Regions from separate parts of the Sus scrofa genome. Here region 1 is linked to region 2. The links are chromatin contacts, called in public Hi-C maps. All regions are on one chromosome and are shown on one strand. Each heading gives the region's core, a stretch centred on a gene start, on an enhancer-like site or on the middle of the called end of the contact. The rest is flanking DNA. Distances are from core to core; before and after follow the strand shown.

Region 1 (5,000 bases), core at 1,681-4,180, 270 kb before region 2:
CAACCAATGGTTCAGCAGCGGACTGATAAGGACATTCCATGGGAGAGGCCACGGCCAATCACAGAAGGCCAAGGGGGAACGTTCACAATATGCTAATAAGCCTCCTATAAAAGTCGCTGCGAAGCAAAGCCTCGGGTAGAGCGCGCAGGGGCGCCTTCCTCGCGTGAGTCTTGTCTGTTGTGGGGCATGTAGTGGCTTTCCACCTCCCCCCACTCTTCCGTTTCCCTGCTGCGCAGTCCTGTAAACATTAGTAAACTCGGAGTGATTATCCACGTTCCAAACACAGCCCCAATGCGATGCCTGACCTGGGAGGAAAGTTTCCCCAACAGCCAGCAATTCCCAGCGGACCCGAACCCTCCGTCTCTCTCCGGCATTCTGGGCGGCCGAGGCAGCAGAGAACGACCCACAGGTCCTCTTCCCCTGCCATGTTCCTCTCCAAGTCGACAATATTTGCCTGCGCCCCCCGAGCACAGCACAGATGGGCGACTTCCTCGCCCCATCCTCCCTTCCCTCCCCTCCCCTTGACCACTGCACGCACAGAATAAAGCCCTGGCCCTCCGCAAACTACACCCGGCCGCGTCGCCCCCCGTACGTCGGCCCTCGCTCCGTGTCCAGCACCGCGGGAGGGCCGGGGGCTGGGTGGGGGCGACTGGGGCTGCACCACGCGGAGTACCGACCCCGGACTTTATGTAACACTCAGATTCGGGACTGAGTGAAGGTGGTTCCGGGGATGGCGAGCAGGGCCGGCGGACCCCTCGCCCGCATTGCCCTCCCAGCAGCCCTGCGCGCAGCACCGTCTCTGAGCCCCTAGCTAGCGACCGCTGCACATCCCTCCCTCGGCGCCTCAGCCGGCGCCCCCTGCGCCCCCTCCCCCGCAGCACCCCGCCTCGTCACTTCACTACAAAGAGCGCTTTGCTCGCGCAGCCTGGCATTGAGACCTCTCGTTCCTTCTTCCTCCTCCGTGTCCGGGCTTCGCGCACAAGGACCTTCGCAAATCAAAGACGCTCCAGACCTTTTGTTTCTGTCCGGCCAGGGCCCCGCCGCGGGATCGAGGCTCCCCAAGCGGGGATCAGGACGGCCCGCGGCCCCGCGGCGCGCCGCGACCGACGGGGATGGAGCAGCCGCCCCCGCCCATCCATCCCGCCGTACCTTGGTATTTCGCGTCGATCTCCCGCATCAGCGAGACGTTTCTCTGCAGATCGAAAGGCAGAGACTCGATGGAGTCCAGGTAGTCCTCCACATAGTTCACCAGGTGGATCTGCTCCCCGTTGGCAGGGCTCAACATGGTTCACCGAGGTCCCCGGCGACTCGGCGCGGCTTTCCGCTTCCTCCGGCCCCCGCCCCCTCGGAGCCCAGCGCTGCAAAATGCAAGGCTCCCGCCCGCCGGCGCCTCCCCTCCGGCCGGCCCCGCGCCGCTACATCTGCGAGCTGCACCGCCTGGGCCCGGGGACCGGCGCCTGGCGGGCCGGGCCGGAGCTCGGCGGCCTCGGGCGCGGGGCGGGCGCGGGCGGGCGTGCGGGCGCGCACCCCGGCGCAGGGGCCGGGGCCGGGGCCGAGCGAGCGCGGGAAGGGGCGCGCGCCGCCCGCCGCGCCGCACTTGTCCAACGTGGAAAACCCAAATACCAGTTTCAAACACTTGGGAAACATTCGGCCCCCTGCATCGCGCATGCGTCCTGGCCCCACCGCCCCCTCCCCCGTGGGCCCCGCCCCCGCCGCATTCACGCCCCTCACCGGCCCCGCCGCACGGGGGTGTGGCTTTGTCTGTCACTTTTGCCGGGGCAGGGGCCGCGGGGGCAAGGGGCAGCGGGCGAGCTGAAAACTTTAGTGGGAGTTTCGCACTTGCAGGCAAAGTGCGTTGGGCGGGGCTGCATGGCCGCTGGGTGTTGCGGGAGAGGCAGGTGGCATAGCCCAGAGCTCTCTGGAACCGACCCGGCCTCGGGACCATCACAATCCCGGGTCACCATCTCCTTCCCTTTGCTCAGTCCCACACTCCTGATCCCGCCTCGCAGCCGGGAAATAAGTACGGCCCGGAACAGACTGGCAACCTCGAGGGCCAATCCAGGTTCCGCCCTCACCCCGGCGGCCCAATCAGGAGAAAGAATAGGCGGGGCGATCACGGACACCTCCCCCTCGGCTCTTACTACTAGAAACCCGCGTCCCTCCGGGGGCGGAGGGACCAGGCTGGCCCGGCAAGACGGAAGTGGTTGCGCATGCGTACTTGTGTGGCCAAGAGGCCCATTTGCCCGCGCCGGAGACCTACCATTCGGCAGTCGGACCACCACTCCCGGCAGCCTCGGCGGCTCCCGCGCCTGCGCGGTCCTCACCGCCCGCCCTTTGTGTTGCCGGCCGGAGCCCAGCGCCGAGCGGCTTGGAGACAAAGGGACCCGAGAGGGGAGCGGTTCGCCAGGCCGGGTCCCCGTAGAGGGCAGGTGACCCCGACCCCTTCCCGCATGTGCCATGGAATCCTCTCTTAAAGTCCGCGCCCCCACTTCGAAAGACCACCCAAGCCGTGGTGGGGCAAGCGTCCGGGCGCCCGGGTCCCGGGGGCCTCTCCCTGTGCAGCCTTGGGCCCCCCTCCCCCTCCTCCCCGCCCTAAACGCCTGGATTTGGGCTTCCGAGGAGCCCCGTTGCCTAGACGACGGGGCCGCGCGAGGCCCGCCTCTTCCGGCCGAGGCCCCGCCTGTGGGCGTGGCCCCCTCCCCCGCTTTGTCCGCGGCGTGCGGGTCTGCGCCGCGCTTGGTGCTTTTCGGAGGACTCGTTTGGCCTCCTTTGTCCTGCCCTGTCCTTTGGCGGGTGTCGTGTCGCCAACTCTAACCCTGTCAGGTAGTTCGGCCTCGGCCCCTGACGTCCCTACCGCCTCTGTGCCTGGGCGGCGCTGCGTCTCTCGGACGGGTGGGTGGGCGGGTTCGCCTGGCTCCGGGTGCCCTGCTGCCCGTGGCCGCTCCCCCTGGGACTGAATCGATGCTCTGCGGTTCATCACGTTCTGGTGGAGTTCCCGAGTGTCCGGAGAACAGTGTCGTGACAACCAAGACCGCGGGAGAGTTTCTTAATTACTCAGTGTCATTCAGACCGAGCCAGTGTTTGTAAAATAGGTTTTGATCCGCAGTGCCCCTAGCAGCGATCTGCAGAGCAGTCCGCGATGTGGCTGTCAGTGCAGACTAAGTTGGGCTGGTCGTCTTTGGAAATGGGTTGGAACGCTGCTGCGGTGATAAACGACGAGTAGGAGTAAAACTTTGAGGTAAATGGGTTTGATCTTCATTCTACCCCTTCATCGCACCCTCACATCAGGAAACGTTCACTTCGATATTTGGGAAAGTGGTTATTTTACTTAGAGAGTCACACTTTTCCAGCTTGGGCCCAGTGTAAAGCAAATGATAGGTAAAGTTTCATTTATTGGCCACTAGCCTGCTTAAAAGGCTTTAATACTGTGACACTATGTGGCAACGAAGAGACTATATGGAATAGAGTAAACGTTGCATAGGAGAAACGCATATACGTAATTTTAAAGTACAGTAACAAGAAAGAGGTTCTTTTAATCCTTGCATTCACTGGCTCTAAAATGAGTAGTGTTTATCTGAATTTAAGAATAAAGGTGGGCGTTCCCGTCGTGGCGCAGTGGTTAACGAATCTGACTAGGAACCATGAGGTTGTGGGTTCGATCCCTGGCCTTGCTCAGTGGGTTAAGGATCCGCGTTGCTGTGAGCTGTGGTGTAGGTAGCAGACGTGGCTCAGATCCCACGTTGCTGTGGCTCTGGCGTAGGCCGGTGGCTACAGCTCCGATTCGACCCCTAGCCTGGGAACCTCCATATGCCGAGGGAGCGGCCCAAGACATGGCAAAAAGCCAAAAAACTAAAAATAAATTAAAAAAAAAAAATAAAGGTGGAGTTCTTGTCATGGTGCAGTGGAAACTAGTCCGATTAGGAACCATGAGGGTCCAGGTTTCATCCCTAGCCTCTCTCAGTGGGTTAAGGATTCGGTGTGACCCTGAGCTGTAGTGTAGGTTGCAGATGCAGCTCGGATCTGGTGTTGCTGTGACTCTGGTGTAGGCCAGCAGCTGTTAAAAAAAAAAAAAAAAGAAAGAAAAAAGGTGAGAAATAATTTACCCTTCCCAATGACCATCAAGCTGGAGTGTTTGTTGTTTTGTTTTGTTTTTTTGCTTTTTAGAGCTGCATCTGTGGCATATGAAGGTTCCCAGGCTAGAGGTTGAATCAGAGCTGTAGCTGCTGGCCTACACCACAGCCACAGCAACGCAGGATCCAAGCTGCGTCTGTGACCTACACCACAGGTCACAGCAACGCCAGATCCTTAACCCGCTGAGTGAGGCCAGGGATTGAATCTGCAACCTCATGGCTCCTAGTTGGCTTCGTTTCCGCTGCACAACGATGGGGAACTCCTGCTGTTGTTTTTTTCTTTTTTTTTAATGACTAGCTGTGGCATATGGAAGTTCCCAGACCAAGGGTCTGATTGGAGCTACAGCTACAGGCCTACACCACAGCCACAGCAACACCAGATCCCAGACCTGTCTCCGACCTACACCTCGGCTCAGGGCAACACCGGATCCTTAACCCGCTGAGCCAGGAAAGGAACCGAATCCTAGTTGTCCTGGATACTAGTTGGGTTGGTTACCGCTGAGCCAGGATGGGAAATCCCGGAGGTTTTTTTGTTTGTTTCTGCTTTTTTTTGGTCTTTTTAGGGCTGCACCCGTGGCATATGGAGGTTCCCAGGCTAGGGGTCTAATTGGAGCTACAGCTGCCGGCCTACACCACAGCCACAGCAAGGAGGGATCCAAGCCCTGTCTGTGAACTACAGCACAGCTCATGGCAATGCCAGATCCTTAATCCACTGAGGGAGGCCAGGGATCGAACCCAAAACCTCATGGTTCCTAGTCAGATTCGTTTCCACTGGGCCACGACGGGAACTCCAGGTTCTTTTTTGCCTTTTTTTTTAAATCAAGATGTCATGTCTTTTTTTTTTTTTTGGCTGCCCTGGAGGCACATGGA
Region 2 (5,193 bases), core at 1,432-3,931:
GAGGTCCTGCTAAGCAACCAACGCTCTGGGTCCTAGCCTGGGCTCAGAGGGCAGAGGCTGAGGGGAGTCTGCAGCATCAAAGAGGCTCTGCAGGAAGGCGTGCAGGGGAGTGTTACATGTAACAAGCGCGGAAGCCTGGCTCAGGGTTTACGAGACCTGGGCAGAGCTGCAGGTGGTACCCAGGTCTTCTGACAGGAGGCCCTTTCCTTCCACTTTAGGGTCAGTCCCAGGTAAGATTCCCAGGACTCAGCATCCTCAGGTCGTTAAACAGGAATATTTAAAGTGGTTCCAGGGGACGAAGGGGTGTGGTAGAGTGAGCCCAACCAATGCCCACTCTCAACAGGACTCAGTGCTTTCCTTTGCAGGGACCTCATGTGTGTGTGTGTGTGTGTGTGTGTGTGTGTGTGTGTGTGTGTGTGTGTGTGTGTGTTTTGCCCTGACTCCCGGCCCGGGGCCAAGTCCTGTATGTCATGTGTGCATAAGGACCCAGAAGGGACAGTGGCCTATCTAGGCTCTGATTGTCTTAAATCAGGATGTGGGGAAAGGCAGGAGAGATGGACAAACCGGAGCTTTAAGAAAACTTTGGCCTGGAACACTCTGGTCAAAGTCTCTGGACTCCTGACTCCCAGTCTGGGCCCAGAACTGGAGCAAAAGGTGGCAGAAAAGTCAGGCTAAAGGTTCTTTCCAAGTTGGGACAGCTTTTCCAGCTCACCGCCTTGTTTGTGGTTTGTGAGGACAGAACAATGTGAAAATAACAGAACTCAAATAAACCACAAGCCCAGCTCCCCATGTACCTGTGTGTACGTTACCCAGAGTGGGGAGGGGAGGGGAGGGGAGGGGAGGAGACTGCCAGGAGAGCCGGAGCCACCCAGTTCCACCGGACAGAGGAGGAGACGGGTCCAGCACGCCTGGTAACGCCCTCCGATGTCCAGTCCCAGTTTAAATATTGCGAGTCTTCCACTGAAGGGACCCAGCCCACCTGGGACAGGCCAGTTGTGCCACATGACACTCCGCCAAAGTGGCTCCTACTGCTTAAACACAACCCACAAAACCCGTTGTACAATCACCACATAGAGACAATGCTGGCAGAGTCACCTTGAATGGCAGGGCTAGGACCGGGGACACTTGGTCAGTGGTGTCCCCAGTGGGAGACTTAGAAGCCCCACCCTGGCTCTTCCAGGCCCAGATCGCATCTGGGGAGAAACTCTTGTTTTTGGCCATTGTTTCCTCCCAGCATCGGGAGGAGTACAAAGCCCTCCTGTCCTCCTGGCCCCGCCCTCCCCCCAAGCCCCTCAACCAAAAGAACCAAAAACTCTGCCAGGGGCAGGACCTAGACGCCGGCTTCCTATGCCACACAAACCGTTCTGGCCCTAGGCCTGGAGCCTCAGGGCCACGTGTCTGACTCTCTCGTCTTCCCTCACTTCTACCACCGGCCTTTGCTCAAACGAGGGAACAGGATGCCCGGGGCCGTGTTTCTAATTATTCCTTCTCCAGGAAGAGCCCACGCCTGTAACGCACAGCACCCAAGGGAGGGCAAACCGCCGTTCTTTGAGGGAAGCGCGTTTTCGCAGAGCCTGGGCTGGGGAGGGCCTGCCCAGGACACGCGGATGCGCGGGTGCGCGCACACCACACACACACACACACACACACACACACACGCACACACACACGCGTGCGCGCGCGTGTAAGCAGGCGCAAGCTGCTTGCCTTCTGGCAAGGCCACTCGGTGTCCCAAACACTTTCTCTGGCGTGCGAATCATAGCCCGGAACCGGTGCCAAGACTTACCGCCAGGACGCTCTGCGCCAGGAGCCCCACCATCACGGTCCCCAGCAGCAGCCACCTGGATGGGAGGGGGAGGAGAAGCGCCGTGAGCGTGCGGCCCCGGCTTGGCCATTCCTCGAAGGACACGCGCGTGGGGCCCACGGGGACGGGCAGAAAGCCGCTTACCGTCGCAGGGCAGGGCCCGACGCCGCCCGCGGGTCTCGGTCCATGCTCCCAGTCGGGCCCCTCTGGGCTCCGATCCGTCCCTCCTAGACTGCAAGACAAGACAAAGCGGGCTTAGCGGGGTCTGGGTCGGGGGCGTCGGGGGAGCATCCTCGCCGCCCGCCTCGGTCTGCGGGACTGCGGAGAGCGGGTGCGGCCCCGCCTCCCGCTGGGGTGACCGAGAGCCGCCCCGCGACGAGGCCGGCCCGAGGGGAGCCTGCGCACCAAGGCCCGGGTCGGGGCCGCTCCGCCGCGGCCGCTCCATCCCTCCCCCCTCCCTCCTCCGAGAGCCGGGCGCGCAGCCTCCGCCGCCCGCGGCGCCGCGTTCCGGGGCCGCTCTCACCTCGGCCGGGCTTCAGGGGCGGTCGCCCGCGCGCATCCGCTCTGCACAAGCGTCGCCGGCGGCCCCGCGGCGCGGCCGCCCTCCCGGGCTTTCGGGGCCGGCCTCGGGCCCGCGTGGCCGCCCTCGGAGCTCCGCTGGGTCGGCGAGCGCGAGCGGCGGCTCGGGCGGCGCTGGGTGCGGAGCGCGGAGCCCTGCGTCCCGGCGCGCGGAGGCCACAGTCCCCCGGCCGCGCGCTCCCGCCGCCTCTTACCCGCGCCGCAGGGTCCTCCCCTTTGAGGCGCCGCCCGCCTGGGCGGCCCAGGGGAGGGGCTGCCCCCAACAAATTGGGGAGCTCGCGGCGCCGCGCTCAGGTCTCCGCCGCGAGCCGCCGCGCCCCGCACGGTGCGCCGCGCTCGGGTCCCGGCCCTGCGAGAGTGAGCCGCCGCCGCGGTCCCCCGCCGTCCCCGCCGCCTCGGGCGCGCCACCATGGGGCCCCGGCTCGGCGTCTGGCTGCTGCTGCTGCCCGCCGCCCTCCTGCTCCACGAGAGCAGCCGGGCCGCCGCGAAGGTGAGTCCCCGCCGGCTGCGCTCCGGCGTCCCGCCCTGCGCCCCGGCGCCCCGCGCGGCCCCTTTGTCCCCGGCCGGGGCCGCCCTCCGGGCCCGGGGTCGCGCGTGGTACGGCCAGGCGCCGTCTCCCGGCCTGTCCCCTCCGGGGACCCCGGTGGGCTGGATCGCGCATCCTTTGGGAAGCCTCCTTTGTTGTGGGCTGGGTGGGGGCGAGTTAGGGGGACTGCTCGGGGCCAGGGAGCAGCGAGCAGAACTCGGTGCGCCCGGCGCGGGGCGAGAGTGCCCAGAGTGAGCGGGATTTGAATTCGCACCTCGGGGGCGCCTGGCCGCCGGGCGCCTTCACCTGGTCCGGGTGCCCGAGCGGGCCGGGGGCCGGAGAGGTGGACACGCGCGCCCCATGCCGTTCGCGGCCCCACACATGTGCCTGGGAGTCGCTTTGGGCGTGTTTCTCTGCTGCTTTGGAGACTCTGGTGGTTGATGCTGAACAGTTCTGGGCCGTTTGCCTGGAAACAGCTGTATCTTTGCTTTCCCACGACTTTGCTGTTGCTGAAGCACAGAAGCGGGGCTTTTCTGGAGGGCTGCTTTCAAGCGTTTCCATACTCCACTCGATGACTTGCATTCTGTATTAAAACAGTTATAATGACATTACATTTGAGTGTGAAACCAAAATGAAACTCCAGCTCATTGTTCTATGCACAAATTGTTTTCCTAGTTTTCATTTCCTCCGGGAGTTCGGTTTGCAAAAGTGAAGGCGTCCAGCTGGGGACGGTCCCTGATGTTGTTCTTCCTTTTTCCCTTCCCTTCAGACGGAAGAAGGACCTCAGCTGTTCCCTAGTGTCACAGCGCGGTAGACAAGCCCTGGAAAGGTGTGGCTTCGAAACACATTTTGCATTTCCTGCCGGAATATTTAAGAACGATTTTCCTCTTTCCACATTTCTCACTCTTTTACTGTTTCAAATCTGAATTTTGCTCTTAGGTGTCCCCCCCCCCCTTTCTTCAGGCAGAATATTTACAGACTCTACTTCACTGCATATCAACTATTAACTGTTCCTTTCCAGAATAAACTGGTGGAATGCATGCAAGTCTTGGAATTGAGCGTCTAGCTCTTGGCTGGCAGCCGGGTCACTGGGTATGGAAAAGACTGATGATGACACCAGCAGTTAACCTCAGATGGTTTCTCCCAGCCCAGAGTCTAGCCAGGCACCCTGGTTGGTTATTTAAACACCCTCTGGTCGTGATGACAAAATGCTTTCAAAAGAGAAGGCTCTAGAACACTTTATTTGGGTCTAGAAATCTGGACCAAGAGATTTAGCAAGGAGGCATGGCAAGGAAACGTGAGAAAGTTCTGTATTTGGAAATAGGAAGCTCTGTTCAGACTTAGATTTTCTGATGGATAATAGTAGCAAATCAAAGCTAATTCTAAGAGCTAGCTTTCAAATAGCCAGGACTTTAAAGAACGAGCCACTCTGAGAGTGAACAGCCACTCTGACTGTTGGGGTTGAGATGACTTTGCTTCTCTAGCATCATTCTCGGAAGCCCACTACATTCCCGTCCTGGCTCTGCTCCGTCCCTACACATCTCACCTAGTGTTTTAAGAGCTCTGGTGTGTGGAACCCTTTGATTCTCAGGGGACTGAACAGGTGCTATCATTTCACTATATTTCTCCTGGTTTATTTAGGGAGAGAAAATTTATTAGTAAGCCCAGGGCTTATGGTTGTACAAGAAAATCCATGTTGAAATAATATCTGGCTAACTTGAAAATTTGTCTCACTCTTCATGCCAATGACTTTTTTTGTTTTGCCTACCTCCTTCCAAAATCAGCTGTGAGGTACACCAGAAAGCTGAAATACTTTCCATATTGACCCAAGCAAAACATTGTTTAAAAATGCATTTTGAATCATAAGATGCTATAAATCAGTCAAATCCCAATTCAAAAGCCAAGACAAAGGATTCTTGGATTACCTGTGTTTTTGGGTATCTGATTCTCACTTTACCTGCATTTTACACCCAAACAGCACCTACTGTGTGCCAGGCACAAATTGCACGTATCATTATTGTTATTATTGTTCCCACGAAAGGCTGTTTGACTTTGTTTTTGACCATCTCTGCTATGGCTGTACCATTCATTTACCAGTGGGTGGATTTCCTAAGCCAGTGATTTTTTTTCCCACCCTCAGGTTCGGCCCATAGTGTTGAGCATCCCCTGTCCTGAGTTCCATAGTCACTGAGCTGAATGAGTTCTTCCTTCCTCCAAACTCCCCCCTCCGACGGGTCTGTAGAATACTTCTTGACAAATGATTTCTCCGGATCAGAAATGTGAA

Evidence for each region. Hi-C and Micro-C count contacts between places; a contact is called where the count stands out from the background.
Region 1: a contact with region 2 is called in a Hi-C map of embryonic fibroblasts, with 2.7 times the contacts expected there. The contact joins the promoter of CARS2 here to the promoter of COL4A1 in region 2. A contact is called at or near these places in 2 of 47 Hi-C or Micro-C datasets (embryonic fibroblasts and retroperitoneal adipose tissue).

The regions. Positions count from the first base shown.
Region 1 is chr11:77,267,866-77,272,865 of Sscrofa11.1, reverse strand. It overlaps CARS2 (probable cysteine--tRNA ligase, mitochondrial), which reads left to right and starts at 2,930. Exons shown (of 15, transcript XM_021065916.1): 1 at 2,930-3,238. It overlaps ING1 (inhibitor of growth protein 1), which reads right to left and starts at 2,594. Exons shown (of 2, transcript XM_021065917.1): 1 at 2,261-2,594. The coding sequence starts at 2,459.
Region 2 is chr11:76,994,897-77,000,089 of Sscrofa11.1, reverse strand. COL4A1 (collagen alpha-1(IV) chain) reads left to right here and starts at 2,681. Exons shown (of 54, transcript XM_021065910.1): 1 at 2,681-2,873. The coding sequence starts at 2,793. It overlaps COL4A2 (collagen alpha-2(IV) chain), which reads right to left and starts at 3,205. Exons shown (of 48, transcript XM_021065909.1): 1 at 3,184-3,205; 2 at 1,949-2,036; 3 at 1,787-1,841. The coding sequence starts at 1,992.